Linked DNA regions of Muntiacus reevesi: region 2 is linked to region 1. A link is a contact called in public Hi-C data. All regions are on one chromosome and are shown on one strand. Each heading gives the region's core, a stretch centred on a gene start, on an enhancer-like site or on the middle of the called end of the contact. The rest is flanking DNA. Distances are from core to core; before and after follow the strand shown. Region 1 holds the start of PEBP1 (phosphatidylethanolamine binding protein 1). Region 2 holds the start of TAOK3 (TAO kinase 3).

Region 1 (4,082 bases), core at 555-3,054:
TAATATCCACATGTCACAAAGTATTATTGCTCTTTTAAAAATGTTAGTCATCCTCAGCTCATGGGGCTGTACAAAAACAAGCCTGGGCCGATCCAGCTCTCGGCTATTCTACAGTCTTGCTCTAGGAGCAAAACGCACGCTCAGATTTAAGTATGGAAGTGAACACCCCAAATGAAGTCTGTTTCTTCCCACATATGAAGCACTGGGTCACAATGGATGACCCGCTACTCCCCCTCTTTCTCCAACTTGCCTGTATTTGGGGTCCTTCCTGCTGGGAGCATCCGGATCTGTCAAGACCAAGGTGTACAATTTACCTGGATCAAGGCCATCCCATGTAATGCTGGTGGGCCGGTTCTTAACCTGTAGGAAAGAACAGATTTGGAGCTTAAAAGTCAGAAATGCTGAAGAAACCAGCACTCTTTCTTTGACCTTGGATTCCTCAAAGGTCAAGCACAGAAATTATTAATAAAAGCTCAACTGTACTGACTCTACTAAGAACCCGGGACTGATGTTTAATATACGTTATTTATTTTAGTCCCAACAACACTATGGGGCTAGTATCATAGCATATTATTAACAGAAAAAGGTGGGTCAGGATTTCAACGGTTGCTGACTACAACCTTACATTATTTGGAATAACACAATCTCTAGACTGGAGACCACATTATCTGGGGCCTGCTAAAGTGAAATCTGAATTAAGTGGATATTTAAAAGGGCAGAGGAAACCAAGATGGACAGACGTGGACAGTGAGTTTGGCAAAGAGAGGCTGCCGGAAGGGCACTTTACACACCCGAAACAATAAACTCTGTAAACATCTAAATTAATAAACCATCTGAGCACTGTTTATTCGCACTGCTGCCCCGAAGCGTCAGGACCAACTACTGACCACGGTGTCCAGGCACCTAGTTCCCCACTTGCAGCAGCCAGAACCTGGTTAGGCCTTAGCCAAGTCGGGCGGGGGTCAAAGGCCAAACGGTAGAACAAGGCCGTTACCCTCGAGTCTTCCAGCTCCAGAACGCACCTACATTTGGGTGGCTTCCAGCTCCAGACCGTTAAAAACAAAGGAGGAATCACAGGGCCCTGCTGCTCACTGGTTACATAATGCGTCATATGCCCTTGGGTGGGGCTTTTACTCCCCATACTGAGGCCTAAAATTCCGGGCCGAGAGGGGACGCTCTGGGGGCGTGAGGGGCCACCGCCCACTACCTCCGGGGGAAGGCCTCCTCCCCGCCCCTGTCCAGCGATCTGGGCCATTTCGAGGCCTCCTCCCCTGCCTGCTCCTCGAAATCCCAAGAGAATGTATCAATTTCTTCCCCAGGGCGAGCCCCGCCCGCCACGTGCCAGGTTCCCGGCGCTGGTTAGGGGGAGGGAGCGGTCGGCAGGCCTGCGGCTTGGGCACCGCGACTCCCTTCCCTTGGTGGATCCGGCGCACTAGAGGCCGGAACGTCCTCCCCACTTCCACTGGGCCGCCGACCCGCCGACCTGAGAGCCTCCCAGCCTCCAGCAGCTGCACCCCTTCCGCCCTCGGTACCTGAGTGGGTGTCAGTACTTTGCCCAGTTCGTCGACCTCCGCCCCGCCGTATTTGACCTGCAGCGGGTGCTGCGGCCGCTCATCCACTTCCTGCAGGCTCAAAGGCCCGGACCACTTGCCGAGGTCCACCGGCATCGTGGAGCCGAGCGGGTCAGACAGCAGAGAAAGCGGCTTGTGGACTCGCGCAGGGTAGGAGCACGGACTCACAGCAGTCTGCACAATGCACGGAGGTAGTTCGAGCCACACTGCCGAGGAGTACAAGCTCCTGAGCCACCGCCCCGCCCCATCCCGCTCCTCCAGTCACCGGCGGGGAGGGGCCCCACTCTTCTCTCTGATTGGCCGAGCCCGGTAGCGCGGGTCGTCGGGCGCTCCCGGGTCAATGCACCAGGCTTGGCCTTTCTTTTTGCAGAGGGAGCTCTTGCTACTCTTTTGCTGGGGGAGTTCCCAAGAGTTATGACTGAGCTTGCAAGACTGTTGTTTCAAGAATTGCAATTGAGCTACTTTCGATTTTTTTTTTAAACTTTTTGCCTTTTTCTTTGTTCAACCTTAAAATTGCAGAAATGGTAAGGCCTTGCTTTTCTGTCGCACTTCTTAAAGCAACCCACATTGCCCCTCCTCTTTGTACTTTCGCGCATGCTCACTAGCTTCGGTAATGGCCTGGAGAGGGTCTGGGGGGAGCTTGTCAGCGCTGTTCTCAATCTGCAAGAATGTTTGCACAAAACGTTTGCTTCTCCCATCCCCACTTGCGTCTGCCTGCAATGCGGGAGACCCGGGTTTGATCCTTGGGTCGGAAAGATACCCTGGAGAAGGAAATGGCAACCCATTCCAGGACTCTTGCCTGGAAAATTTCATGGACGGAGGAGCCTGGTAGGCTACAGTCCATGGGGTCGCAAAGAGTCAGACACGACTAAGCGACTTCACTTTCTGTCGGCGCTTTTCTCAACCGGCAGAAATATTTGCACATAGCGTTTGATTCTTCTATCCGGACTTGGTCTTGCCAAGACTGGGGGGGAAATTATTGGGTTTTTTTTTTTTTTTTGAGAAGTGATTTTTTAACTTGTGAAACGAGGAATGTTGCTCACCATCTAGTGTGTTTTTTTTTTTCTTTAATTAATTTTTATTGGAGTATAGTTGATACCATCCATTTTCAAAAGAATGAAGTCAGCCCCTGCAATCCCCGACCTACAATATAAAATACCCTGAAAGGTATTCAGGACAGAACGAGGCACTTTGTGCTTTGGGGGGAAAAAAGGCAAAACCATTAGATATATTCTAGGAGAGTTTTTTTTTAATTAATCCAGATTTTTGCATCTTTCCATACTTTTTTTTAAAGCGCAAAAATCATGAACTATTTGCTCCTAGAAGCAACCTTCTACTAAGACTTATGCTTGATCGCACATACTCTTGGCCAGAATTACATATGTACTGGCTTCTGGCCCTTCCTCTTCCAAGCAGTTCCCCAGAGCTAAATGCTGTGCATTTTTGTTTTTTTCTGTTTTGTTTTAGTCAATAAACCATAGTTACTATTCTTCCTTTGTTGACAAGTGACTGCCTCAAAACTGCTTTCTTTTTTTTTTCTTCAAAACTGCTTTCGTTGTGACCACCAGATGCTTTATTTTTGCTGAATACGATGGGCACTATTTACTAGTCCTTAGCCTAATATGACCTTAAGTCTTCCCTGGTGACTCAGATGGTAAAGAATATTTGTAATTCAGGAAACCTGGATTCAATCACTTGAGGAGGGCATGGCAACTCACTCCAGTATTCTTGCCTGGAGAATCCCATGGACAAAGGAACCTGGGGGGCTACAGTCCATTGGTTGTTAAGAGTGGGACACAACTGAAGCGACTTAGCAGTATGACCTTAGGACAGTTTTTTACACTGATTACTACCCACCCCCCAAGTTGTTTGTTGTTTTTAGTTCTACTAGGAAATAATACAAGTGCTTTGTAGAAAATTAAGATTAAAAAAATCCAAAGAAATAATTAAGAATGGCTTCTATTCCACTATTTAAACATAAACATCGGTAACAATTTGGGACATATCTTTCCAATTTTAAAATTATGAATACAAATAATTTTGTTGTTTGTTCGCCAAAACAATTACATTTACTTTACCATTGTAGAATATTTGTATTAAAAATAGATCTTCATGAGACTTTCCTGGCAGTCCAGTGGTTAAGGCTTCTCCCCAAATGCATGGAGTGTGGGTTCAGTCCCTGATGGCTGGGGAAATAAGATCCCACATGCCTAGCAGCCAAACAACCAAAACATAAAACAGAAATAATATTGTGATGAATTCAGTAAAGACTTTAAAAATGATCCACATCCCGAAAAAAATTTTTTTTAAACTGCATTATTTTAATGACTTTGTCCACTCTAGATGCACCACAATTTATTCACTTCTTTATTTTGGACATTTGGGCTTTTTTGTTGTTTTTTCATTTTACAAATATCACTGAAATGAATGTGTGTGTAAGGGAGAGAATAGAACCACTTCCATTAAAACAATGGTTGAAAGTGAAAGTCACTCAGTTGTGTCCAACTCTTT
Region 2 (4,082 bases), core at 554-3,053, 200 kb before region 1:
AAAATTACATCTTAAAGGGAGCATCGTAATTGGTGGTTGTTGTGTTAGTCGCTCAGTCATGTCCGACTCTTTGCAACCTCATGGAGGTCCTCTGTAGCCCACCAGGGTCCTCTGTCCATGGAATTCTCTAGACGAGAATACTGGAGTGGGTTGACATTTCCTTCTCCAGGGTATCTTCCCGACCCAGGGATCAAACCTGCATCTCTTGAGTCTCCTGCATTGGCAGGTGGATTCTTTACCACTGTGCCAGCGGGAAAGGATGGCAAGTATGGTCTTAGATCAGTATGATCTTAATTGGAATGAGCACTACTTTAAATAACGATTTTAAATCATACTGTGCCGTCCTTCCCCACTGGCACAGTGGTAAAGAATCCACCTGCCAATCCAGGAGACACAGGTTTGATCCCTGGGTCAGGAAGATACCCTGGAGAAGGAAATGGCAACCCATTCCAGTATTCTTGCCTAGAGAATTCCATGGACTAAGGACCATGGTGGGCTACAGAGGACCTCCATGGGGTTGCAGAGTCGGACGCGACCAAGCAACTAACACAACACACAGCAATGATTTTAAAATGCTAGGAAAAACCTGAATATTGTTTAGAAAAATTTTGTTAGCAGGAGTTAAAAAAGAGTTAATGATGGAGACTTTTGTAAGAGCAAAGTCCTGTATACATCTGATAAGGCTTAGGAACAAACTGTGTTCCTAAAATGAAACAATGTCTTCACAAAAGGCTGAATTGTCAAAGTCCATAAACTTTAGGGTTTAGGGGTGAAGGTAGCGGTTTTAGTTTTAATTGATTTAATCAACATAGCCAGTTTCACAAAAATATAAAGAATGACTCTGAGTTAATAGGATGCACTTTCACCCCTGGCAAGTATCCTCTTGGCGCTTGGGTCAAGATGGGTTTCTCTGGTTATCACGGGTTGCTTTTGGGTCAAAGTTCATTATATTTTGGCCATTAATTCCCACAAAATCATTAAAACCATTTCATGTTGCCCTGAAAAAGAGTATGTTGAAGTCTTGCTAAAGCTAGCAAGGGTTCCCCTAGCACACAGTTCCTGTTCCTACTTGTCAAAATGATTATCATAACCCACAAACTAAGGATTTCTTAAGCTTTGTCCTTATACCTATCAGTGTTGAGTGCCTAGTTGTGCAGAGTATGCATGTAGTATATACACTCTTTTCCCCCCAGCAGCATCAAACTGACGTCCTTAGAACGCAATGCAAGGAAGGGCAACACCCTAGACAAAGATATTAGAGAGTTTAAATTCAGGAAACAGAAGTCCTTAGTGAATAAATGCCATTATCAATTTATGGCAGAATTACTTAGAAAGCCGTGCCAGGTATAACGGGGGAATGGGGACCCCAAAGACTCTAACAAGGTGGTCCCAGGGAGCCCCAGGGGGCCCCAGGCTTTGGGAGTCTCCCAAGAAAACTCAGAAAGGAGTGCCATGAACTTTGACCCCCGACGCAGCACAAACAAGCCAGACCCCACCCCAGACGGGCCAGCGGGTAACTGAACAGGCAAGGTCTTCCGCGTCTGAGGAAACCCCGCCCCTCCCTATCCCGCCCACATTCAACTCCACCAATCCTCGGGAGTCATCGACCGCTCGGCTTCCCAGGCACCTCCAATCAAGTACCTATATCCGACCACGAGTCTGTGCCCCACCGTCAGGGAAGGTCAGTAGAGAGCCTATCGGAGCCTGACTAGGGGCGTGGCCGGGTGCAGGGGGCGGGCAGACTGGGACGGTGGGGCGGAGCACGCTCGGCGCAGTCGGGTGCGATTGGCCACCCCTGGCAGGAGCCGCACCTCGGACAGCAGCAGCGGCTGCCGCGGGAGGGTCCGTGAGGCGCCCGGTGGCGACGGCGGCGTTGGGGTCCTGCGTGCGAGAGTGGGACCCGACGCGGAGACCGCGGGCGGAGGCTCTGCACTGCCGGACCGGACATTCAGTGACTGGACCCAGGTATTCACCAGGGAACAAGAGGCAGAAGAGCGACTCGGGAGCAAGTGTGAGAGAGGAAGCGGCGGCGGCGACGCGGGGCCCGGGGTGGTGACAGCAGGTCTGAGGTGAGAGCACCGGGGCGGGAGGAGTTGACAGAGTGAGTCGAGGCGACGGGACCCAGGGCGGAGTGGGGTCGGCGAGGACTCGAGGGAGAGGAGTTCCGGGAGTGGTTTTGACAGTCCGCTCTGTGGAGAGGAGACCCCCTCAGAGGGGCCGGCCCCGCGGGCCTGAGAGGGAAACCTCGAGAGGGCTTGGGACAACGGGTGTGACGGGAGGGGGGCCCCAGAGGAGCTGGGACAGCGGGTGTAAGGAGGGAACCCTGAGGAGCTAGGATGGGGATCTGAGGAGGGGGACCCTGAGAGGAGTTGGGACGGTGGATCTGAGGGGGGGAAGACCCTGAAAGGAACTGGGACAGTGGGTCTGAGGTAGAACCCCGAGAGCGGCTGAGGAAGGGACTCTCAAAGGAGGAGACCCAGAAATGAGCCAGGACAGAGGGTCTGAGCGGCAAAGGGGACTCCGAGAGGCTTGGGACAGCAGGTGTGTTGGGGGACACCGAGAGGAGCTGGGACAGCGGCTGTGACGGGGGACACCTTGGGGGCTGAGGACCTGAGTCTGAGGGGGTCCCCAGGGGCTGTGGCGGAGGCGCGGCCCCGCCCCGCGTGGGCGAGAAGAGGGGGTCTGGGGGTCCGGGTCGCGGCGCTGGGCGAATCGCAACAGCCGGCCGCCGCTCCCCGGGTGCAGTCAGCTGAGGTTTTTTAGGACGGAGTGGGAGACGGGGGGCCGCGGGAGCCCCCAGGACTCCGTGGGTGACTCTGAGGAGCGGGGATTATGTAATGAACAGCTTCAGGGAGAACGCACGGACTGGAGGGTACGGCTGAAGTGCGGGGATCCGGGAAAGGGCAGGAGCGAGGGGCGGGCTAGGGACCTCTGCTCACTGGCCGCCTGGCTTCCCGTCTGTTTCTCCGAGCTGGGCGTGAATGCCTTGAAAGTGAGGGGCTTCCTGACTTCAGTAGCTTCCTCAGAGCGTGAAAAGTTGAAGAGGGCTTCTTAAACTTCTCACAAACAAGTGGAAAGGGAAGGGCCCCTCTTGGAGATGCAGGTTTTTGATTCATTAGGTTGTTTAAATTTTGATAGACCCTGCTTCTTTTTTCACTTGGGCTCAGCGAGGAGCTCAGAAATTCTTTCAGGTTCAGCAGCACACCAGTATCAGTGTTTACAAGGCAGACTTAAAGGAACGAATATACTAAGTTTGACTGTTTATCTTTGATGTGTTGGAAAGATAGTTGGAAAGTCAAACTAAATTTTGAAAAGAGGTATTGGAGTCACTGAACTAACAGCACTTTCCAGTTAGAATTCTTGTCCTAAAAACTACCAGCACTGAAATTTAGGCATAATTCCAGGACAAGCTAAGGAGAGAGAGAAGCCTATTTAAACCAGACACTGTGCACTGGTGGAAAGCAAGTGTATGTCTAGTAAAATGCTAAAACAAATAGTGGAAAGCTATAGGGGGTGGGAAATGGTGGGGGGGGTGGCAACCTCCTACTTTGACAGATGTGAAAATCGATGACCAGGCTAGTTGTTCAGAATACTTAGGATATGTTAATACTGTCCTGACTACCTTTCCAGTGTTCTCTTGGATGCTTTATTATGATTGTTCCCAGCAGTTTTACATTTGAATTTTTTAACCTCTTTTTTTCTGCGTGTTGCTTCTCCTACCCCTTATCTTGCGACAGATTTCTTCTTCATAGAAGTAGACTTAGAAAATGATGGCTTGGGGGAAATAACTGGGAAATGATCCCCTCCAATATTCTTGCCTAGAGAATCCCATGGACAGAAGAGCTATAGTCCATAGAGTCGCAAAGAGTTCAACAGGCCTGAAGTGACTTATCTCACACTTATTTTCACATAATTACTCTATCATTTTGCAGTTATTTAGATATCGTATTTATTTCAGGTTGAAAATAATGTCTTATTGGAAGCCTTTGCCTGTGTTCAGTAATGGGCAGCTAAGAAGAAAAAAGAAATGCTGCATTATTTCTCAAAGACATAATGTAGAAGGCTTATAGAGAACTGTATGT

What was found. A called contact is a pair of places that touch in the nucleus more often than the background predicts.
Region 2: a Hi-C map of muscle shows a contact between it and region 1, with 2.6 times the contacts expected there. The contact joins the promoter of TAOK3 here to the promoter of PEBP1 in region 1. A contact is called at or near these places in 2 of 3 Hi-C or Micro-C datasets (blood and muscle).

Annotation. Positions count from the first base shown.
Region 1 is chr13:16,357,433-16,361,514 of mMunRee1.1, reverse strand. It overlaps PEBP1 (phosphatidylethanolamine binding protein 1), which reads right to left and starts at 1,804. Exons shown (of 4, transcript XM_065904707.1): 1 at 1,533-1,804; 2 at 251-360. The coding sequence starts at 1,667.
Region 2 is chr13:16,554,062-16,558,143 of mMunRee1.1, reverse strand. TAOK3 (TAO kinase 3) reads left to right here and starts at 1,803. Exons shown (of 21, transcript XM_065903878.1): 1 at 1,803-1,965.